Regions from separate parts of the Sus scrofa genome. Here regions 2 and 3 are each linked to region 1. A link is a contact called in public Hi-C and promoter capture Hi-C data. All regions are on one chromosome and are shown on one strand. The core of a region is the stretch at or near the end of the contact, and the rest is flanking DNA. Distances in the headings are between cores, read along the strand shown. Region 1 holds the start of NKX3-1 (homeobox protein Nkx-3.1). Region 2 holds the start of ENTPD4 (ectonucleoside triphosphate diphosphohydrolase 4). Region 3 has its middle 25 kb from the start of ENTPD4.

What was found. Promoter capture Hi-C pulls out the DNA fragments that hold promoters and counts their contacts. A called contact is a pair of places that touch in the nucleus more often than the background predicts.
Region 2: a contact with region 1 is called in a promoter capture Hi-C map of fetal liver, with 2.9 times the contacts expected there. The contact joins the promoter of ENTPD4 here to the promoter of NKX3-1 in region 1. A contact is called at or near these places in 2 of 5 promoter capture datasets (fetal liver and liver) and 6 of 47 Hi-C or Micro-C datasets (blood, fetal liver, mesenchymal stem cells and 3 more).
Region 3: a contact with region 1 is called in a Hi-C map of epiblast stem cells, with 2.0 times the contacts expected there. The contact joins the enhancer-like site here to the promoter of NKX3-1 in region 1. A contact is called at or near these places in 2 of 5 promoter capture datasets (fetal liver and liver) and 9 of 47 Hi-C or Micro-C datasets (blood, epiblast stem cells, fetal liver and 6 more).

What each region holds. Positions count from the first base shown.
Region 1 is chr14:7,785,552-7,788,836 of Sscrofa11.1, reverse strand. It overlaps NKX3-1 (homeobox protein Nkx-3.1), which reads left to right and starts at 1,801. Exons shown (of 2, transcript XM_003483391.4): 1 at 1,801-2,205. The coding sequence starts at 1,881.
Region 2 is chr14:7,602,873-7,606,157 of Sscrofa11.1, reverse strand. ENTPD4 (ectonucleoside triphosphate diphosphohydrolase 4) reads left to right here and starts at 1,694. Exons shown (of 15, transcript XM_021072268.1): 1 at 1,694-1,901.
Region 3 is chr14:7,627,624-7,630,908 of Sscrofa11.1, reverse strand. No RefSeq gene overlaps it. Among named protein-coding and RNA genes, the nearest start is that of ENTPD4, 25 kb to the right of the region's middle. Within about 2 kb of position 1,453, at least 9 of the 83 cell types and tissues checked have an H3K27ac peak or open chromatin away from gene starts, as enhancers often do. A contact at or near this core is called in epiblast stem cells and fetal liver, where this site is marked.

The DNA.
Region 1 (3,285 bases), core at 552-3,051:
GTATAATTGTCATACAACCCAGCAATTGCATCTTGGACATTTATCCCAGATAAATGAAAATTTATGTTCACACAAAAACCTGTACATAAATGTCCACAGCATTTTCATTCAAAATAGAAAAAAAAAAAACCCACTAAAATAAAACAAACAAAACTGGAAACAGACCACTTGTCCCTCAGTGGCTGGATGGTTAGCAAACTTGGTAGAGCCATACAGTGGAACAGGATTCAACAATTTTTTAAAAAAAGTATTCACTACTAATACATCCAACAATCTGAGTGGCCTCAGGATCATTATACTCAGAGGATAAAGAAAAAAAAAACCCAACAATTTCACAAGGTTACATACTATATGATGTTTGAGTCTATTTACATAACATTCTCCAGATAGTAAAATTATAGAAATGGAGATCAGATTAGTGGTTACCAGGGAGCTGCAATGGAGAGAAGGGATTTGGGTACACAAATACAAAGAGATAGCACAGAGAGTTCTTTTGTGGTGATGGAACAATTCTGTATCTTGATTGTGGCTTTATAAGGATCTATTCATGTGATAAAATTGCATAGGGCTACACACACATACACCTGAATGCAAGCTTTTAAATGGTGAAAATAAAATAAGGTCTGTAGCCTAGTTAATGGTGCATATTAATGCCAATTTCCAGGGTTTTACATTATACCAAAGTTATATATAATATGTCATCACTGGGGGAAGCTAAGGGTATGGATTTTGCAGCTTCCTGGGAATTTATAACTATTTCAAAAGAAAAAGTTAGAATTTTTTACAAAAAAAAAATGAGAGAAGAAAACCATTTTTGGTGAAAAATTTCCCATTGCACAGGGTGGTTCTCTTTAGCTGTTGCTTTATCCACAGTAACTTTACTCCCACCCCAAACGCACAACATACCAACTTTTTGAAAGGTTTCCAATCAAATGAAAGGTGTCTTAGACTAGGATGTACAGAGAAATAAAAATAGTTCAAAAGAACACTGGTATACTCTTTTTTAAATTCACCAATTAATATTTTAACCCCTTCACTTCATCATATAGGATCTATCTGCCCATCTATATCTTTGTTTCTGAACCAACTGAGGGCAAGTTACACAAATTGTGGGACTTTGCCCTTACATACTTTAGCGTTTATTTCCTAAGAATATTCTTTTACGCAGTCACAGTGTTGTTAGCAACTTCAATAATGTTAGCACTGATTCAATACTTTGTCATCGTCCTATTCCACTTTCATCAATTGCCCCAATAAAGTCCAGTATAGAAGGCAACCTGGGGCCAGATGCTGCACTTAGCTGTCATGTCTTTTCAAAAGCCTTAGATTTAGTAGGTTCAGCTTTGCTATCAATGTCTCCCTGTCACTGGGCACCCAGAATTCTTATCTGTGAAGTGGGATGGTGTTAACTGCCTCAACTATTTCTTTTCGTGAGTAAAGGGACTTTAACAGTCCTCTAAGAGCTAAATGGAGTGTTTCTCTGCTGCATCATGATTCTCCAGAAACAGCGAAACTTATTTTGTGGGTTGGGGCAAGAGGAGACTCGCTTTGGTTTTCTCTTCCAGCCTGAGAAAACGACGTAGCGGGGAGGGAGGCGAGATCGGATTCAGGAGAAGAACGAAAGTGGAAAGGAATCTCTCTGGAAGACCAGGCCGAGACAGTGCTAGACTCCCCTTTTCCCCTCACCTGGAGGGCCCAGCGACCAATCAGCGGCGGGGTTCGGGAGTACGGCCAATGGGAAGGCGGCGCGGCGCCCCCCCCCCCCCCCGGGTTATAAGTGCACCCGGGCCGCGGAAAGTGAAAGTGGTGCGGCCGCAGCCGGCGCAGCCTGGGCGCAGATGCCCGGGCCTCTGCTCAGGCGCGGGTGCTGAGCCGCCAGGATGCTCCGGGCTCCCGAGCTACGGCCGGGGGAGGGGGGGACGGCAGGCTGCAGCCCCCGCGCCGCACCACCCATCCAGTCCAAGCCGCTTACCTCCTTCCTCATCCAGGACATCCTACGGGACCGCACGGAGCAGTGCGGAGGCCAAGCGGGCAGCCCGCAGCCGCAGCCACCGCCGCAGCCCCGGCGCCAGCCAGACCAGAGGCGAGACCCTGAGCCGGAGCCCAAGGGAGGAAGAGGCAGCGCCGGGGCGCCTGAGGACCATAGGAGCGCCCGGCCCCGCGCCGCGCGGAGGGAGGCCGAGCCGCCGGCAGAGACCGAGCCAGGTAAGCTAGCGAGGTTGGGGAGGCCGGTCTGGGCCGGGGTGGGTCCCACAGGAAGGGCAGCCGGCCCGCGGGCTACACCGCATGAGAGCGTGTGCTAGGCGGACCTCCTGGATCTCTGCTGCAGAGATGCGGGAGCCGGTGGCGACAGGCAAAGAGACCTCACCGCCTCCGCTGCGGGCGCGCCTGGGAAATTAATCCTGAACCCCAGCGTCTGGGCGGCGCAGGATTTAGACATGGGCTTGACTCGCCGGGCAAGGTGCTCCCTGCGCCGCTAGGAGACCCAGGCTCAAGGGTGAGCGCACAACACAGCGCCCACCGTGCCCCAGGGTCCCAGGTGGAAAACCCCCACACCGCTCCCAGCCACCGCGGGACCCACAATCGACGCTAGCCTCATGTTACCTCTTGGCAGTTACAATAACAAGTTACTGACAGTAACTTATTAATATTAATAAACTAGGATTTGACCTGCAAAGACTCCCTTTGCTTCCCAGTCCCATGGGCAATAAAACAGTAAATTTAGGAGCCCCTCTGGTCTTGAGGACATGTAACACCGTCGGAACATTTGCAGTAGACTTTCTTTTCTTTCTTTCTTTCTTTTTTTTTTTTTTTTTTGGGTAGTTAAAATTGGTACATAACATTATATTAGTTTCAGGTGCGCAACATAATATTTGATATTTATATACACTACAAAGTGATCACCACAATAAGTCTATGTATCATTACCATTCAATTGACTGCCTTCTTACAAGGCATCCTAATGGCTCATTTAAGAAGTGGGGGGGGGGGTTTAGAGCAAGTGAATGAACTCTCTACCACGGAAGCCCTCTCTTGCCACCAGGGCATTAACACCAGATGCCTCTGGGGCCTGCTTTTCCAGGTATCTTATTTCTCAGAGCCTGCCCTGCCTCCCTTCTCCCTCCTCTCCTCAACACATGGATCCAGAATCCCTATTTAATTCTACTGGACAATGTGGCAGGAAGTTCTACCACTAACCTCTCCTACCTTGGGGTCTTGATGACTCCTGGAAAATGAATACATGGTCTAAGTTGACACTCATGCCCCACTCATAGAGTTCCTGAG
Region 2 (3,285 bases), core at 445-2,944, 180 kb after region 1:
TGACATGAAGGATTCAGTAAAGTATTGCCTCCTATTAGCTTAGTTTTTTATTTCTCCTGTTAATAAGGGAGGATAAATCAGTAGCTCACTCTGACAGGTGTGTTTCTGCTCCCATCAGAGCCCCTTTGCTATTTCCACTGCTTGCAGCACTTCTTCATATAGACTCAGACTTCCTTTTTCTTCTAGATAATTCCTACTCATCTTATGGGTGTGACCTAAAACATCACTTCCTCAAAAAAAGCCTTCTGTGGTAAACAAGACTGGGCTGTACTCTCAGGTACAGACTCTCTCACCCTGGGTTGAATAGCATCCCCCCTGCCCCCAAAACTCATGTCCACTGGAACCTGTGAATGTGACATTGTTTGGAACTACCATCTTTGTAAAGGTAATCATGTTAAGAAAAATCCTACTGGTTTGGTGGGGGAGGGGTGGCACTAAATCCAATACGCCTGCTGTCTTTTTAAGAAGAGGGGCATTTGGACACAGACATACAGGAGAGCATTTTGTAACAACAGCGCCAGAGACTAGGGTAATGCATCTACAAACCAAGAAATGTTGAAGATTGCCCACAATGACCGGAAGCTGAGATGAAGCAAGGAAGCATCCTCCCCTAGACAATTGAGAGAGAACACAGCCCCACCAACACCTTGATTTCAGACTTCTGGCCTCCAGAACTGTGAAAAAATAATTTTCTGTCATTTTAAGCTACCCAATTTAGGGTCATTTGTTATAGCTGTTCTAGGAAACGTACACCATGCTACATGTTGTCATATTTTCTCTACACTTCTTTTCTTAGCTCTGATCAGATATTCATTACTTACGAATTATAAGGAAATATTGATGGTGTGATAATACTAGTCTGGCATTTTAGGGGAGCTCTCCTTCAGAGAGAGACTATCATAGTACAAAGCAGTATCTCTAATGGTAAGGACTTTGAAAGGCATACAATTATGAAGGGGCCTGGTCCTAAAATCACAGCATGAAGGTGCCCATGTATCTCTGGGCAGCAGTGTACTCGTTAAAAAGAGAGAGGGGAGAAGAAAAGGATAAAAAGCCATGGTTCTCGAAGTCTCTTCCAGCTCAGTGATTACAGGGCATTTTATTGTTGTGGTTGTTAAGCCAGAGAGTGAGGTTGTGAGCTAAGTACCAGGTCGTGGGGTCAATCTCAGGAACTGGTGCTGTCCATTTTACTATCTCTTCTCATAACTTTTCGTGTGTTGGGGGTGCTCTGTCTAACTCAGAATAGGCTCTGATATATGCAACTTTTGGCAAGGACGAAATCTTGATTCTTACTAATTATGGTGGACTTTGAGAATGTCAGTGAATGAGTGTGAGATTTCGTTTCCCACTTGTAAATTAGGGATAGCTACTGGCAACGCTGTAAAAAAAAAAACAAGAGTTGAGCAAAAATGCCGTTTCCTAGGTTTTCAAGTGCTGTTTTCCATAATCCTAAGAAGCACAAAGGAAAGATGAACTGCGATGTTATAGCACTTTGCGGCTCGCTAACAACCACACAGGCCAGGACGCGTGGTAACCCAGCCACAGCATTCGCTACTTCTGTGATGCAACTTTCACTTTTGGCACTCTCGGAGCCCAGCTGCGCGCTCTGGGTTCTGCCAACAGCCAGGCTCTCGGCTGCCAGTCACCGCGGCGGCAGGCCCCGCCCACGGCGCAGGCCCCGCCCCTAGACGTGCGCGCTCCCGGCGCGAGCGGTGACGCGACGCGAGTGGGGGCCGAGCGGCGGTGGGGCTCTCGGAAAGGAGCCGAGCTTCTGGGAAGCCGCCCCCGGGAAGCCGCGTCCGCGTTGCCGGCGCTGCCTCGCTGCGGTGGCGGTGATGCGCTCCGCCGGTGGATACCCGCTGCCGGGAGCCGAGACCGACAAGTCGGACGCTGCCAAGCAGGTGAGGCTGCCTTTCCGGCGCACGCGGACGGGGAGGGTGGGCTGCTGAAGCGTCCGGCCGGCGCGGGGACTGTTGGAGCGGGGCCCGGCCGGGCGGCGAGGCCGCGGACTAGCAGCTCTGCCCCGGGGGTCCTCCCCACCGCCCCTGCTGCGCGGCGGCCGTCAGCGCCCGTGACCTGGGGCGGCAGGTGCTGTCCCCCGGCCTCTGGCGGGAGATACCTGGCAGTCGTGCTGTCGCACCCTCTCCGGTGACCGAGCTGGATTTTCCCTCTCTGACACGTAGTGAGCGCGGATCTGGCCCGCACTGGGGAGGGACCTGGCTGGGGAGAGGATGCTGCCCCGAGGACCTCGCGGTTTCTGCCTGCCACCTTGTCGTGACATTTACAAATCAGCATCATTTTTCGCTTTGCTCTGCTTTTACTGCGTTTCATGGTTTAGATTTCTCTAAAATCTCAATCTAATTAGCTCCATTGAAACAATAGAGCTAATTGAGCGATAAAGTGATGGTAAGAGCAGTGTTTCTCAAACTTGAGTAATACGTGGACACCTCTTAAAGGGACAGTTCGCTTTTTCTCTGGAATTTGTCTCAGAACCCACAGGGGTTCTCAGATCCTAGTTAGATGAACACAGGTTTAGAGCATTTTGGAGAACATTTATCACTATTAGGAAAGAAAAGGAATGCTTTACAATTCAGAAACTTCCATGCTAGAGAATAAACTAGGTTGTTAATTCTAATTTAGAGATTCTGCTTTGTGTAATGAAAATAACTAATTTTCCAGCCTTGGAGAGGCCTAAAAGAATTAAATTCTTTGTATTATCTTCCATTTGATGTTATTATGTCTTTGTATCAGGTCTCTTCGTGCTGTTTGACACATCAGCAGAATTATAAAATGGAATATTAATTTGTTTAAGTAGTTTAATTGTTTATTTCTGTATTTACCTGCCCATTGATTTATCACTTGTATTCGTCGCATATTGAACCTATGGCTAACGTTCTTCCAGGCCTAAAAGGAATGCATGCTCTCAACCCTTGTGTATACATGTAGTCTGGAAAGAAAAAACAAAAGGAAAGTTGATCTACGTATTTATATTCTGCACATACTTATTCAGAATATTTATTTAAAATAGACTACACATGAGTAAAGGGCAGATTAAGAGTGTGGGAAAACATCAGGAAGTATAACAAGCTAAATCTTGGCAAAGAAAAATATTGACCTGGGCTTTGAAAGAAGTATAATATTGTGAGCAGAACATGGGACTGAGTGGCAAGAGACTTAAGTAAAGGCCCAGGGCAAGAATGAGAATAGCTTGATTGCAGGCGGAGGAGAGACCTGCCTAACTACAGCAGAGAGATGCTATCTGGGGCTGAGGGGAGAACAGGTTAG
Region 3 (3,285 bases), core at 204-2,703, 160 kb after region 1:
TTTTAAGGATAGGATTAAAAATGTTAAAAATAACATGAAGCTCTTGGAACAGTACCTGGCACAGGAAAGTACCATGTTATGGGTTTGCTTGTATTATTATTCTTTTATTTTTTTGGCTTTTTAGGGCCACACTTACGGCATATGGAGGTTCCCAGGCTAGGGGTCGGAGCTGTAGCTGCTAGCCTACCCCACAGCCACAGCAACATGAGATCCAAGGTGTGTCTGTGACCTACACCGCAGCTCACGGCAATGCTGGATTCTTAACCCACTGAGGGAGGCCAGGGATGGAACCTGGGTCCTCATGAATGCTGGTCAGATGCATTTCCACTAAGCCACGACAGGAATGCCTATTATGATTCTTTACTTTATACATGCATCATTTCCATCAATACCACCTACTCCCTGAATTAACTGACAGACAGTAATCCCTCACATGTATGTATTTCTCAAAGTACTTTCATACATGTTATCAAGTGCCATCTCCCTGTAACCTATGATGGTGCCACGCCTGGGAGATTCAGAGGTGTTAACAAGGGAACTGCAAAGATTTAGCTACAATTATCCCTGTTTAGGACGAGGAAGAACTGCATTCAAGTCAAAGGGGTAACAGTAGAGATTGCTTAAATAAAATACATCTCATCTGTATGTCCTATCATCATAAATGTGGCAAAAGAACACATGATGATGTAAAAATTATTCATGCCAAATTAAATGAAAAAGGAAAAGTTACTCAAAAGTACAGAAAGTATGAATCTCTTGTGGTTTTTCTTTCCCTTTTGGTATATTATGTTTATTAAAAAGACCAGAAAGACAACATCAAAATATTAATGTTTGTTATTGCTGAAGAGAGCAAAGCTAAGTCATTTTCCTTCTTTGGGTTTGAATTTTCTGAATGTTACAGAATGAACACATATGACTTGTCATTATGGAAAGGTTACTGTTTAAGAACAGAATACGTAATTCAGTTATATTTAAAAGAGCAGTAGATTAACGGAAGAACTAAGCGGCGCGCGCGGGGGGAGGGGAGTTCTTTGTATTTTTCAGGCTTTTCCAAATTTTCTGTTCTGAGAGCAATATGTTTGGGGAAGATGGTTCAGAGAGGAAACTGAGGCACGGGCAGGCCCGGTCCCACCCACACCTCTGCCTGCCCTGCCAGAACTAGAGCAGGTGGGGTCAGTTCTCCCCAGAGCTGCCTCCTTTCGGGTTCATTCCTGACCCCTGACTTAGAGCTCCAGGCTGTGACTGTCCCATAATAACAGGGTGCAGTCCCGAGCCTTTCTGCGCATTCCTGACCAAAGAGCAGCGAGATGAGGCCAAGGGAGGAGAAGAGAAACGGGCTGCAAAACCTGGTGTGTGTTGCGGTGATGGTGGGGACGCTGGCCCCATCCCCCACCCCACCACACCCCACCCCTACTACCCACCCCCTACCGGCCCCACCACACCACGTCCCCCACCCCCAAGAGACGTCACCCAGACAGTCCTTAGGGGCGGGGAGCCAGCCCGAAGATGCAGATTCGCAGCCATAGCGCCATCGCGCCATCGCAGTTGCCAGCAGGAGGGAGGAGTGAGCCGCGCAGCCAGGCGTGTCCACAGGAGATAGCCGCCCACCAGCCCAGATATGTGGGCCCCCCTGGGCTACTTCCCCAACCCGTGTGTCTGGAACAAAAAAACAAAAAGGGAACAAACAAAAACAAACAGTCATGGGAAACAAAACAAAGGAAAAAAGAAAAGGAAGAATGAGAGAAAAATACTTTCTCGATTTGATGGCAACCTAGGAGACAGGCAGCAAGGAGAGTGCTGTGGCCAATAGGCAAAGCTGCGGGTTAGAGCCACGGGCCAAGAGTCCCTGTTTCACCCACTGCTTACAACTATATGACCCAAGGTATGTCCCCGTCCCTTGGCAGTGCCCCTTTTGCAAGAGGCCAGCATCACCAAAGGGATAAGAAGGTGTCCTTGCTTCCGGAAGGGGTTTACTGTTGCATGTGGGCCTCCATGCCCAGGAAAGGAGCCAGGGGTTTGGCCACTTAGCCTGTTTGGACCGATTGACAAGGAAGATGGCTGTCGCTGTCAGGCTCACTGCTTCCAGGTCTGCAGGGGAACAAAGAGCTCCCAGCTTGGCGATGCCACACAGGGAGGCTCTGCTGGGTGGCCAGCCCTTGCCCTGTTCTGTCCTGTGTATGAGGACAGAGTCAGGCCCGGGCTGCTCTCCCAGGACAGGCCAATCAATTGAGAGACAAGCTGTCGGGACAAGGAATAATGACTTTATTCTGAAAGCCAGCAGACCAAGAAGATGGTGGACTTGAGTCCCGAAGAATCATGGCCGAGTTAGACATCAGGCTTCTTTGGGAAGAGGGTAAGTCCTGGTTTAGGCCAGTCTCTGGAGGGGATATGTTAATTTCTCCCTTCCTGCAGCCCTTCACAGGTGGGCCTGGTCAGGATGTTTCCTGGGGAGGCGGGGTTCCCAGAGATGGGCCATTGTGTATAAAATAAGTTTTGGGCAACATCCCTTTAGTGATTAACTTGTAACACAAAGGTCCTTCCCTATTACACCTTGACTTGCGCCTTAGCTGTGCTGATTAGATTTTTGCATTATACTGTTCAAACCCGTGTTCATCAGCAAAAGGATTGCAATCAAAACGGTCATTATTTCAGGCAGTAATTCATAGAGTCGGTGGTTATTCCAAGAAGATAATATGTGTGATAAATGTCATCATTGTGACTCACAATTACACAAAAAGCACAAACACATCCAAGACCTATTGCAAAACTGAAATGCACATGTTAGCTCCTTCTCAAAGAAGAAATAATAAACCATGAATTGTCTTTCTGTTTACACATCTGGTCCCAAAGCTAAGATGCCTCATTCCAGTCACTCCTCCAAACACCAGTGCCATTTCTTGTTCCAAAGAAAATGGTTTAGAAATGGCTGGTGTGGCGCTTTTCTGCTCTCTGGGCACCCTGCAGTACCCTGGAAGTGAAAGGGTCAGAAGCAACCTGCTTACTTTTCCTTGAGCGCCCAAGAACTAAAGGGAATGCACACCAGGATGACGCTTGCTTAGGCTTTGTCAGAGTCAAAAGGATGGAGAAGTAAATGCACCCCCTCACCCCTCACTGGGCCCCCACTGGGCTTATTCTTGAGTGTTAGTCCTATTCTTTGTAACAAAGCCATTTTCTTCGGAGGGTGAAATCTGATGGTTTTCTTTCCTGGCTTTGCTCCAGCTCTTTTCTGGGATGGTCCTAATCCCTGGGCCTCAGCATCCCCACCTTCTAATTAGCAAGGCGAGC